Linked DNA regions of Mus musculus: regions 1, 3 and 4 are each linked to region 2. The links are chromatin contacts, called in public Hi-C and promoter capture Hi-C maps. All regions are on one chromosome and are shown on one strand. The core of a region is the stretch at or near the end of the contact, and the rest is flanking DNA. Distances in the headings are between cores, read along the strand shown.

Region 1 (2,839 bases), core at 257-2,756, 1.3 Mb after region 2:
AAAACAAAACAAAAACATTACTTCCAGGAAAAAAAACTCTTCATTCTGATGTCTACCCTAAACAGTGAAAAACAATTATTTTATTCTACTGCCTACCCTGGATATAATGATCCTACTAGATTTTTCTGCTACAAATAAGAATGCTCCAGCCTGCTAGCTAGGAGTAATCTGGAATCCTAGAATCCTGGTTAGGTTTCCTTTAGGTGTCAGCAGAAAGTAGTGTACAGAGGTTACCTAAAACCAGCAACCTGCAGAGTTATGTGGCGTATCCATGTTTTAGCTGTATTTTCACAACAGCTAAATTATGAATAAACCTAGATATTTATCAACAGATGAATGAATTAAAGAAAATATAGAATATATACACAATAGGATCCATCAACTATGAAGAATGAAATAGTATTTGCAGATTATAAACAACATAAGTTAGACTCAGAAAGACAAATATGGCATGTCCTCTCCCATATGCAGAATCTGGATTTAAGTTCATGTATACATATGTCTATTAATTACACACACGTATTCATATTTAACAACAAAGTAGACAGGAGACTGAGAGGCAAGGAAGAGATATAAAGAGAGTTGAAGGAAAGCTAAGAAAAGAGAATGGAGTATACACTAGTCACAAAACTTAGTGGTAGTTATTGGAGGAAGGTAACCAAGAAGGGGAAAATGAGTGGGAAGGGGGCCATGAAGAAACAGGCATGACACATACATATGAAAATGCCACATGGAAACCTATTGCGTGTGTGTGTGTGTGTGTGTGTGTGTGTTGGGGATCGGGGAAGGACTTATTCTAGCCCCGAACTTACTATCCGTTGTTCTAGGTTGACCTCCAACTTGTGTATATCCTGTCTCAGCCTCCTGAGTGCTAGTTTGTAACCTGTTAGTTTGTATGCTCATTTAAAAAATTAAACTCTGCAGCGTTGAGCGCCTTTAATCCTAATCCCAGCGCCTGAGAGGCAGAGGCAGGTGGGTGATCTCTGTGAGATCTACAGTTCCAGGACAGCCCGGGTAGAAAGATCCTGTTTCAAATGAATAAATAAATCCTGTTTCTAAGCCGTGTCACTCCCACCCCCAGGTGTGGGGATCAAACTTTTAAAACTTTTAGACCCTTAGGAAGCATTCCAACATCCCCAAACCTTAGTGACTCTTTTAAACAAATGGACAAATGGGTGCTGGCAGAAGGCCTCTTAAGAAGCCATTGAAGGAAATGCAGCTTTGAGCCTGAAAGGAGAAAGGGGTTTTTCTTTAAACAAGGAAACAAACAAACAAAAAAATATGGCAAGAATTAGAACCTCAGGCCTGGAGGACACCTAGAAGTTTGCCTGCCAGAGCCTTTGGAATGAGGTTCATTTTCCGGCACAACTCCAAGGAGCCCCTAGATCGCATGTGTTTTGAATACCAGGAGACAAGCCATCACTCTCAAAGTACGAAAACAACTTGACTCCTCCGCCCCGCGCACGCGCCCCTCGCGGCTTCGGTTGGCCCGAGGCTCCGCCCCTTGTGCGGCCACCGGGAGGGTTGGGAGCCCAGAGCTCGCGGGACCGCTCTCGCTCAGTCTCCTCCAGCACAGCGTCGCAAACCCCGCCGGAAAGCGTGACGGCGCAGGCGCAGGCGCGGAGACCCGAGACGGTGGTGGTGGCTGCCGCTGGCCAGTGTAAGATGGCGGCGGCGTTGGTGGCGGCAGTGGACGGGGCGGCTGGGCCTGGAACAGTCGGAGCATCCGCTGGCAGAAGGATGACCCTAGATGGGAAGCGGGCTGCCGGGCCTCGCCAGCTCCCGTGCTTGTAACTGCCCCAGCCGGACGCCCTCCCCTTGACCTACCGGGTCCGTGTTTCGTCCGGCTCGGCCTGTTCCCCCCTCTCCCTGACCGCTTCCCCGCAGGACAGGCCCGATCCCTTTCCTAAAACTCCCGGACTTTAAGTCTTACTCCCCTCCTCCGAGTCGGTGCTGGGAGGACTCGTCCTCTGCCCGGGTCGGTCCACGGGGTTGCCCCCTAGGGCCAACCCCATGACTCACAGGGGCTTCTCGTTCGTCCGGTGACCCATTCGTAAACTCTCATTTCTCCCTTTATAATTTGGGGACCCGGCTCTGTTGGCGTCTCCTAGTCACTTCAGGGCCACCGCGCAGTGTGCCCCCTTCCCCCATCCCAAGATCTCAGGCCCAGCACCTCGTACGGAAGGCCGAGGTCCAAGAAACTGGCAGTCTGTTCTTGAATGCTTTGTGATCTAGTTCTCTTAATGTACTTCCCCTCCCCGTGTCCCGAAATCTTTTAGGACACCTTAGAACGGTCCCGCTTGGTCCTTATTAGTTGGAAAGCATCTGGCGGCTTGAATTTCTGACTCATGATTGTTGGTGTAGTCTGTAAACAAACCCGCACTAGAGCGATCACATTCTCCCGCGGATTCTCCCCTCCCCCCCCCTGCTCCGGAGTTTGCTTGAGACGGGTGGTTTGGTTTAAGAGTTGAAAAGATACAGGTTTTCCTCATAAGTGACTCTTTAGCCTTGGTGGAGCTGGGAGATAACTTTGCCTGGCGTTTAAATCTTGTGTTAATCCTTTGTGTTTCCATTACGGGCATGGGTTTTGTTCAGTAGTCAGAATTGAGTTAGGTAAGTTGTTTTGGTTTTAAATAGTTGTGAGGAGACTTTAAAAAAAAAAACATTAAAGTGTGGTCATAAATATTTTGGCTACTTTCAGAAGAGACGCCTTTGCCATGTAAACTTTCACTTTTCTCAGTTCTTCAGCGAACCTCCAGACCAGTTTTCTCAGGATCTTGGGCCTGACTTCGGTCGGCGATAAAAGCAGGAAGGTGAGTGGCATTGAAGGCGTTTAATT
Region 2 (2,833 bases), core at 242-2,741:
GTAACTACCCAACATATCTAAGTAGACTTGTTAAGAACATTAGCATTAGGAAGAATCTAGGCTTGGGGGGGGGGGGGGGAGCAAGTGTTACAGAGTAGAAAAACCAGAGGCACAGACTTCAAAGTTAGATAAGCCTGGTTCTGATCCTACTTTATCACTTACTCGTCTAAGACTCAGAGAACAGATTCTGTCAACCTCTGTTTCAACATCTATAGGATGGCGGGACCTCATTGGACTGTTATGAACATAACATAAATAACACATGTAGTGTGCTTAGCAAAATAAAGTCCTAAACAAGTGACTGCTGTTACTATAACAAAAGCATTTAGCTGGGGAAATGAACTGGAGAATGAACATTTAAAGGTTTTTTTTTTCCAGAAAGTTGTCAAAATCGGCCCAAAGATTAAAATAAACCTTTTATAGATTGTAATTGTAGAGAGCATCTGCCACTGTTAAATTAAACTAGGATTCCAACACTTCCTAGTTGAGGGCCCACTCATGTTATAGTGGAATGTTAGTCCATGAAAAAAAAGTGTCCCCAAAACTGAAGGACAATGTAGTCTCACTACAGGATCCATTGAGCCACCTACAGAACTCCATTCACATATTAACACACATAATCCTGTTAACATTCTGTCTTGAAATCGAGAAGGGACTATCAGCTTTCTCTAAGGATTTGGATGCCAAAGCTTGTTCCTTGTCATTCTCTGGTCCATCCTTCCTGAACACTAAAAATAGACTTAACAAGAGATTTCAGAGCTGTGTTTGGACAGCAGTCAGGATTACATCAGTTTGTGTTAGATCTAGTAATCAGGGACACGAGGTCAGGTGCTTGGGAGAGTTTCTTCTTTGCCAATTTGGATCTATGTCTTAAACCAACAGTTCAAGCTGGGAGCCAAGGATTTTCTTCTGTATTTTAACCAAGTTTTCTCAACATATCTCGTACACGTTCAGTGCGCGCGCGCGCACACACACACACACACACACACTCACACACACACATACACACACACACACTCAGCGCTCCCCAGCCACACGCCCACAGTCTGAGAAAATAGCTTGGAGCCTTTGGGGCAGCTACAATCATCATCCTACTAAGTTCTGGTCCCTCACGATCACCTGGAATTTCCACCAGGAACACACGCTGAAAAACTACAGCAATTTCAATTAGAACATCATTCCATTATTGCTACGGCCAGGACAGAAGCCCAGAGGCTCTGCCAGCCTCTTCTACGACCCTCAACCCGTGGCCTCGCTCCCCGGACACGGGTCGTCCACACCTGTCACCGCCACCGGGCGGAAATCGGGAGGAGAAAAAAACCCGCAGACGCGGCCCGACCTAGCTCGGGTACATTCGCAGATCCACTCACCCCAGTCTTCATCTGGTCCATGAGGAAGAACCGGACTAAAAGGCGACTCCATGGCGCCGGCAACACAAGCCGGCTTCCCCGAAACAGACACCTCTCCCTCACAACTCGGATGGGTGAGTAACCTGAAACGGCGGCGGCCGGAGGACAAAATAAGCTGAACGCTGACACGGACGGTGGCCGGGCGGAGGCAAACTATCTCACCGCACGCGGGAACTGGGATCCAAAGCTAAGGAGACGTCAGCAGATAAGCAAACTCAATAGACTTGTGAGTAAATATTTCCCTACGAGGATTTCAGCACTTTCTGTCCCGCTGTGGGGTTTTGTGGTTGTTCTTTTTTGTTTCTCTCTCCCTCTCTCTCTTTTTTTTTTTAAATTGAGCGAAGAGCACGCAGATTTTACCGCTTTGTTAAAATTCGCTGATAGTACTAAAACTGAAAAGTCTCCTGATCATAGTGGCTTGTTCTTTGTGCTTAATACTACGATATAGACATCTCAGAACGAAATTAGAAATTGACAGTAAACCTGATTCTGTATTTATAAATGCTTTTCAATCGCTGTAAAAATTTTCCACGTACACGGTAAATAAAGAAAAATACAAATTTCCGACATGTGTTAGAACCACTCCTTTACTGGGACAGAATCCGAGGTAAACTTTCTCACAAATAATACTTGTAGAAAACCCACCTTCAAACAAATTTAAACAAAGAAAATATATAAGATAAATTCTCCATGTCCGCACTTACCTCCTAAAGAAGAGTTTCTAAAACTCGCAATAAGCTGTCAATCTCTTATTACTAAAATCCAAAATTCTAAATATTTTTAGAGAAGAATCATGCATCACGGATTCCAACTGGAAAATGTGAGCAATTTGAAACAACAGTTTCGAGAACCTACTTAGTGTTGTTTACTTTTCGGTTTTACTCGATTTCAGTAGCCAGGGACTGCATTCAAACCCAGACGGTGAATGAACACGGATCCCTCTAGGACCGAGAGGAACTTTTCCCATGGTTACAAACAAACATAAATGCTTCCCAGAATCCTCCGAGCTCCTCGTGGCTGCGGTTACTACCGATTGCGATTGCGGAATGCAACAAGGTGAGAGGAAAGCCAGGTCAGAATTCGTGAAGTCCGGCTGGGACCACACCCGCATACACACGTGCAATGCACCGCCCGCGCGCACATACATACATATATACATACACACACATACATACACACATACATACACACATGCATGTGCAATACGCAGCACGCGCGTGCACATACATGCATACATACACGAACACACGCACACTCGCGATTCTGAAGTCCCCCTACGACAAATGACATTCCTTTCGTCGTTGGAATTATATATATATAAATTTTAAAAAAAAAATTTTTTTTTCGAGACAGGATTTCTCTGTGTAGCCCTGGCTGTCCTGGAACTCTGTAGCCTCAGAAATCCGCCTGCCTCTGCCTCCCGA
Region 3 (3,015 bases), core at 46-2,545, 1.0 Mb after region 2:
ACCTCATATAGGACTGAGAACAAAACAAAGAAACAGCCCTCACAAGTCCGGATTAGTTCTTTGAGGTTACTGACAGGTGCACGGATGAGGGGTTATCTGTAGGCGTGGGGGTGGTTCAAAGGCATTTGCATACCTGACAGCCCACTCTCAGAGCACCATCAATGACCTAATACTTTTCTACTTGGACCTTCTCAAAGTTGCCACCACATCTGCATCAACATACTGGAGACCAAGCCTCCAGCATCCGAATCTTCCGAGGTCAGAACCACAGGGATTGGGGCAAAAAAAAATAACAACTGAGCCACATTATAAACGAGTAAGATCTGACAAGCATTACAGAAGATGGCACAGACAAGGTGAACATTTTCTCAAGTGCGTAGAGAGGACACGATTTAAGTCTCTCTAAAAATTTCTAAGTTAAAATCATTCAAGGTATTTCCTTTCTTTTTCAAGGTATTCTTCTCTCATATATATTACATCCCTGACAGCAGTTTCCCTCTCTCCTCCCTCCCAGTCTTTCCCCTCCCCCCTTACTTCCCCCAACACCTCCCTCAGCCCCCTCCATCCAGTTCTCTTCCTTTTCGCTCCAGAAAAGAGCAAGTCTCTCAGGGATATCAACCAAACAAGGCATATCCAGTTGCAATAAAACTAGGTACCTCCCCTCATAAGGACTAGGCAACCCAATAGGAGGAAGAGTCCCAAAATCAGGCAAGAGTCAGAGACAGCCCCCTATCCCACTGTTGGAAGTCCTACTAGAAGACCAAGCTACATAATCATTATATATATAATATATATATATATATATATATATATATATAGCACCTAGGTTAGAACCATGCAGGGTCCCTAGTTGCCACTTCAGTCTCTGTGAGCGCCCCATGAACCCAGGCTAATTGATTCTGTAGGTTTTCTTGAGGTGTCCTTGACCCCTTTGTCTCCAACAATCCTTCCTCCACCTCTTCTGCAAGATTCCCCAAGCTCCACAGGATGTTTGACTCTGGATCTCTGCATCTGTTTCCATCAGTTGCTGGGTGAAGCCTCTCTGATGACAACTGGGCTAGGCTCCTGCCTCAAGTATAGCAGATTTGTTTTGCTATGGTTGGTTTGTTTGTTTGTTTGTTTGTTTGTTTGTTTGTTGTGTCTCTGGGCTATCCAGCCTCTGCTTCATGGCTCTCCACACAGTATCAGGAGTGGGCTCCCCGTCCTGGCATAGGTCTTAAGATGGACCAGTCACTGATTGGCCACTCCCACAATTTCTGTGTCACCTTTACCCCAGCACATCTTGCTGGCAAGACAAATCATAAGTAGAAGGTTTTTGTGGCTGGGTTGGTGTCCCAGTCCCTCCACCAGAAGTCTTGCCTGGTTACAGAAGATGGCCCGTTCAAGTTCCACGTTCCCTACTGCTAAGAGTCTTAGCTTACAAAAGATATTCTTGTAAGCCAAGTGTGAAGTTAATCACGACAACCAAAGGTTTGCTAACATAGAGGAAGAGCTCTCATCAATAGGGGAACAGAAAGTCTCAGCGACAAGCTTATGAAAGAATGGCTGTCTCAAGGGCTCCAGCACCCGACTCCGCCTGTCAGAGGATGGTCTGGCTCTTTCCACTTGTCTTCTGCCTCGGCTCAGGTAAAAAACGTCTGTGGAAACTGATTGAGTCACTGAGTGAGTTCCTTCTTTGGAATGCCTTGCTCCTCTTGGTCAGGTTGACTGCCCAGTTCTCTATTCAGAGACTTAGAAAGCTCACCGTGGTCCTAGCGAACTGCTTCCCGCAGACTGCCACGGGACTGATTCAGAGCAAACACTTCGGCTGGGGGCCAAGGGGAAGGGAAGTGTTTTCTGAGATATGGAAAATGAGTCTTTGTAAGTCAGGACTGTTCGTGACCAGCGTATTGTGGTACAAAAATAAGTTTAAGCGGGAAAAAGATCTACAATTTAACTACTGTGATACTGTGCGACTTCAGGGGGCTTCATTATCTTTCCCGAGCTTCACTCTTCGCTCAGATACTGAAAACCCACCAACGCTTTCACACTGCAATTAGGAAGGGATTGACTGAGCCTGCTTCTTCTCCCTGCTATCTGGAAAGCTCTCACTGTCTTTAAGAACTCAGAGGGTGCCTATCTGGACTGAAGCGTAGTGTTCTAAAACAGGAGATCAAGCAATGGCTACTAACACAGACCTAGCCCCGAGAGAATTCATTGAAGAAAAAAAAAAAGAACCAATAGGTAGCCTAGCATTTATTTTATTCCAGAAAATGAGCTAATTATTAAACATGCATTACATTTAGATGTCCATAACGTGTTTGTGAATTTATTCTATTAATAGCTACAAGTAACTTAGACTATGGCAATTTAAATAACTTTTGAAAATTCTATTAGTCATCAGGTAGCTGAAAAAAACCAATAAAAATAAAAACAAATCACTTGACTAAAACTTTCAGTAACAAACACCTGTGTGCATGCACACACACAAACCAAGACATACTGCAGATATAGAGCTATCTAGACAAATTGACAACAGAAAGAAAAAGAAAGCAAGGTTCATTAAGTCATTTGATAAACCATTCACTAAATGACCACTGAATGCACGGCACTGTGGGCGTTTCAGGAACTAAGTCAACACAATTTCTGTTCTGCGGAATTAACGTCTTGGCAGGGAAGATAAACTATAAACAGGTAAAATGTGCACTGGCTTAGGACAAATAATCTTGAAAAAATAAAGCAAAGAGAGAGGAGGGAGAACATTAACGTTGCGTCGTAGGCTGGACAGTCAAAGATAGGGATAGAATTAGGATGGAGGAGCTGACACAGGAGGAAGGTCGGCTCCTTTTCTGATCTATTTGTTTTATGTTATCAATGCAATGGCCAAGAGGAAATTTCCTGGAAGCAGGTGGAAACTGAGGCACAAGGCTAAAGCTGGGAATAGAGACTACGTCAAACTAGGAGGATTAGGAATGTGGACAGAATTTTGGAAAATGCATAAAAGATGCAGAAAAAGATGAGAATTCTTTTACTCCC
Region 4 (2,764 bases), core at 157-2,656, 1.6 Mb after region 2:
TTAAAAAACAGGTGAATAATAAATGTCTGGAAACCGTTTCTCTGTCACCTCTCTTTGTGTTTAAGAGAGATGAGGAAGTCCCTGGATATGTACAGAGAGGGTTCTGAATGGGACACATTCAACAGTCATTCAAGAAAAAAGTTGTTGAGTGCCTAGTAGAGATCTGCTGTTAGGCCAGAAGCCATGAGAAAATAGAGAAATCACTGGGATAATGCCTTTGTCCTTGGGGAGTTCTCGCTAGTCACTGAGGCCAACTACGCACTGTGATAAAGCTGTAAGCTGGTTATCACATTGGCACAAAGAGTTCAGTTTGAGTCAATATTTAGTAAATACTTAAAACATGTGGGGATTCCTGGGACACTCACAGGAGACTGCTCAGAGTTCTTTCCATGTCCCGTCCACCGCCCGGAGTTTATTTTGTAGACTGGGCACGGCAACTAAAGCCAAAGGTGCTTTTGTAATTGACCAGAAGCCACACAAGCAGGTAACAGGCAGAGCAGGTGACGGGGCAGTGAAGGAAACCCACTTTCGGGCAGAGGAACACCCTAAAGGCACAGGGGACTGAAACTTGACATTCTGTGGGTCTGAGCGGGACTTTGGGGAATAGAGAAGTCAAAGGTCAGGGTGGAACTGGCTGCTGTTCTTTTAAATATCAGGCTCAACGGGGGACTCCATAACGTGAAGAAAGAAAAACACTGGTGGGTTTTAAATGGGGAACTCCGCTAACTACAGCCTGAAAAAGTAGGTGTTCTGGACACCCCTCAACTATTGCTCTTCACTCTTAAGGGGTAGAAAAGTGCCTGCCAACTTCCTCCACTAAGCCCCCGCCTCCAACCCTCCAAGATCTAAGAAGAAATGTCAATTTATTAAATGGGAGATGGAAGGGAGAGAGAGAACTGGGTCTGAATCCCAGGTCCCAAGCCCTACCACACCCTCAAGGCCCCGGGCAAGGAGTGACCTCACTGTTCTTTTTTTTTTTTTGCCCGGGCTTGAAGTTAAATGGCAAGCAGAACCACGTGGGGGTGCTGTCCCAGCCTGTAAGCACCAGACCTATTACTCCTTACTCTATCCTGTAGGAAGGCGCTTCCTGGACCTGAATTTACAAAAGGCCGGCCTTTTTGTAATAGTAGGCTTCTCATAGAAACAGGCCTGCGATCCTGAGCTAGCTAGTCTAGGCAGAAAGTTTCCTATTAGGATACAAGTCTATGGCTGGTGAATGCAGGTTGAGGATCCCCTGGGCGGAGACCTTTTGCAGCGGCGCCAAGGACTCCGCAGGTCCTTTACGGCTCATTCCTGCCTACTGACCACCTATCTTAAGCGCTCCAGCATTCCACGCGGCGGCGCCTTTAAACCCTCTTGGCCCTTGCCCCGCCCCTGGTCCGCCCCGTCTGAGGCGGGACCCCCCAGAAAACTCCAAGCCCGGCCGGGTCTTGAGCTCCACTCGCCGCTGCAGCCCCTGTCGTGCGTGCGCTCTCATCCAGCCCTCTTGGACGGTGAGCAGGACTGAGGGACCAAGGCAGCGGGGTGGGAGTTGGGGATTATGTGTGTGGTCTGTAGAAAGCAAGAAGCCAACACTTGAGACTTGCTTCTGGGAGCGTGGGGGTTGAAGACTGGCGGACGCTGGGGTCCCAACTGGGTGCCCCGCCCCGTGCTGTCAGGTCCGGTTCCCAAGCCTTCTCTGCATTGTTCAGCAGTTAAGCAAGGCAAGTTTTACGGGTGCACAAGACGGGGCGTCCGTCCCGACCCAAGAGGTCTGGTCCCAAGCCCCAGCCGTTTGCTCCAGCGTTGAGTTCTCTTTGGGGGGAGAAGGAAGGAGGGCGTCGGACGTCCGCAGGCTGCTGAGTGGCCGCAAGAACTAGGTTCTGGCGCGCGCTCCGGTCCATGAATTTACCGCGCGCCCCTTTCACTTCCTGGTCCAGGAGCACGTGTGGGTACTGCCTGCCTTCTGTGACCCCGAGACCGCCCTTTTGCCCCCCTCCTGCTAGTTCGTTTGTCCGGGTACTCGGGGTCACAGGTCTCCGGGAGTTATTTGCACAGTAGCCTGGTCTTCTGTGAAACCCCCTTCTTCTCCTGGAGCGCCTTTGACCTCGGACATCTCCGGGCTGCAGCCCTGACTGCACTCGGATGTGCCCTGTCTGTAGGGGTTGGCTGCTATCCAAACTCTCTTACCCTAGCCTGAGACCCGCTGCCCCCTCCCGTGCCCCCTGCTGCTGGGAAAGCCGGTGGTGGCCGCGGGCGGGCGGGCGGGCTGCCCAGACCTGCGTCACCCCAGTGGCGGGAGGGCGGTGGGTGACTCATCCACATTAACGGCCCAGGCAGGGTGTGGCCGTGGGGGTGGGGGGGACGGCCGAAGGGGCTGGACCGGAAGTAGATTACCTCCTTTTTGGGCTCTGCAGGCCTACCTGTGTTCCTATCCGAGAGGTTCTGGGATACGTGGTATCTGTGGAGCAAAAGCAGCGGTGATGGCAAGTGGAGGTGCGGTGTAGGAGACCAGTGGCTGGACGGGTCTCCTTGTTCCCTAGAGCAGTAGTCAGGGATAGCTCATCTCTAAGCTTCTCCCATTTTCTCTTCCCTGTAGCTCAGGGTACACCTCAGGCTTTGGGCCAAGGTAAGGAGGGGTGAGCAAGGTGTTAACGTTCCAAAGCCGCAAATAATCTTTGTCCTTGCGATCCCCTTGCACACCCTTGGTGTCTATGCTGGTCCCCAGGGGATTGGCCCCTAGTCAGTGTTCACCCCATGGCTTTGTCCTTCGAGATTGCCAGGT

Evidence for each region. Promoter capture Hi-C pulls out the DNA fragments that hold promoters and counts their contacts. A called contact is a pair of places that touch in the nucleus more often than the background predicts. Capture Hi-C pulls out chosen DNA fragments and counts their contacts.
Region 1: a contact with region 2 is called in a promoter capture Hi-C map of liver, with 2.1 times the contacts expected there. The contact joins the promoter of Dcaf8 here to the promoter of Atf6 in region 2. A contact is called at or near these places in 2 of 39 promoter capture datasets (both in liver), 1 of 484 Hi-C or Micro-C datasets (B cells) and 1 of 9 other capture datasets (liver).
Region 3: a contact with region 2 is called in a Hi-C map of B cells, with 7 read pairs. The contact joins the promoter of Slamf6 here to the promoter of Atf6 in region 2. A contact is called at or near these places in 1 of 39 promoter capture datasets (pre-B cells) and 1 of 484 Hi-C or Micro-C datasets (B cells).
Region 4: a contact with region 2 is called in a promoter capture Hi-C map of pre-B cells, with 2.9 times the contacts expected there. The contact joins the promoter of Tagln2 here to the promoter of Atf6 in region 2.

Annotation. Positions count from the first base shown.
Region 1 is chr1:172,146,509-172,149,347 of GRCm38.p6, forward strand. It overlaps Dcaf8 (DDB1 and CUL4 associated factor 8), which reads left to right and starts at 1,507. Exons shown (of 14, transcript NM_001357204.1): 1 at 1,507-1,830; 2 at 2,741-2,813.
Region 2 is chr1:170,866,280-170,869,112 of GRCm38.p6, forward strand. It overlaps Atf6 (activating transcription factor 6), which reads right to left and starts at 1,492. Exons shown (of 16, transcript NM_001081304.1): 1 at 1,371-1,492. The coding sequence starts at 1,422. Gm9929 (a long non-coding RNA gene) reads left to right here and starts at 1,551. Exons shown (of 2, transcript XR_003948181.1): 1 at 1,551-1,635; 2 at 2,302-2,833.
Region 3 is chr1:171,916,167-171,919,181 of GRCm38.p6, forward strand. It overlaps Slamf6 (SLAM family member 6), which reads left to right and starts at 1,296. Exons shown (of 9, transcript NM_001347186.1): 1 at 1,296-1,626. The coding sequence starts at 1,542. All of the region lies in intron 1 of Gm37065 (predicted gene, 37065), which reads right to left.
Region 4 is chr1:172,498,840-172,501,603 of GRCm38.p6, forward strand. It overlaps Tagln2 (transgelin 2), which reads left to right and starts at 1,407. Exons shown (of 5, transcript NM_178598.2): 1 at 1,407-1,493. Igsf9 (immunoglobulin superfamily, member 9) reads left to right here. Exons shown (of 21, transcript NM_001145800.1): 21 at 1-38.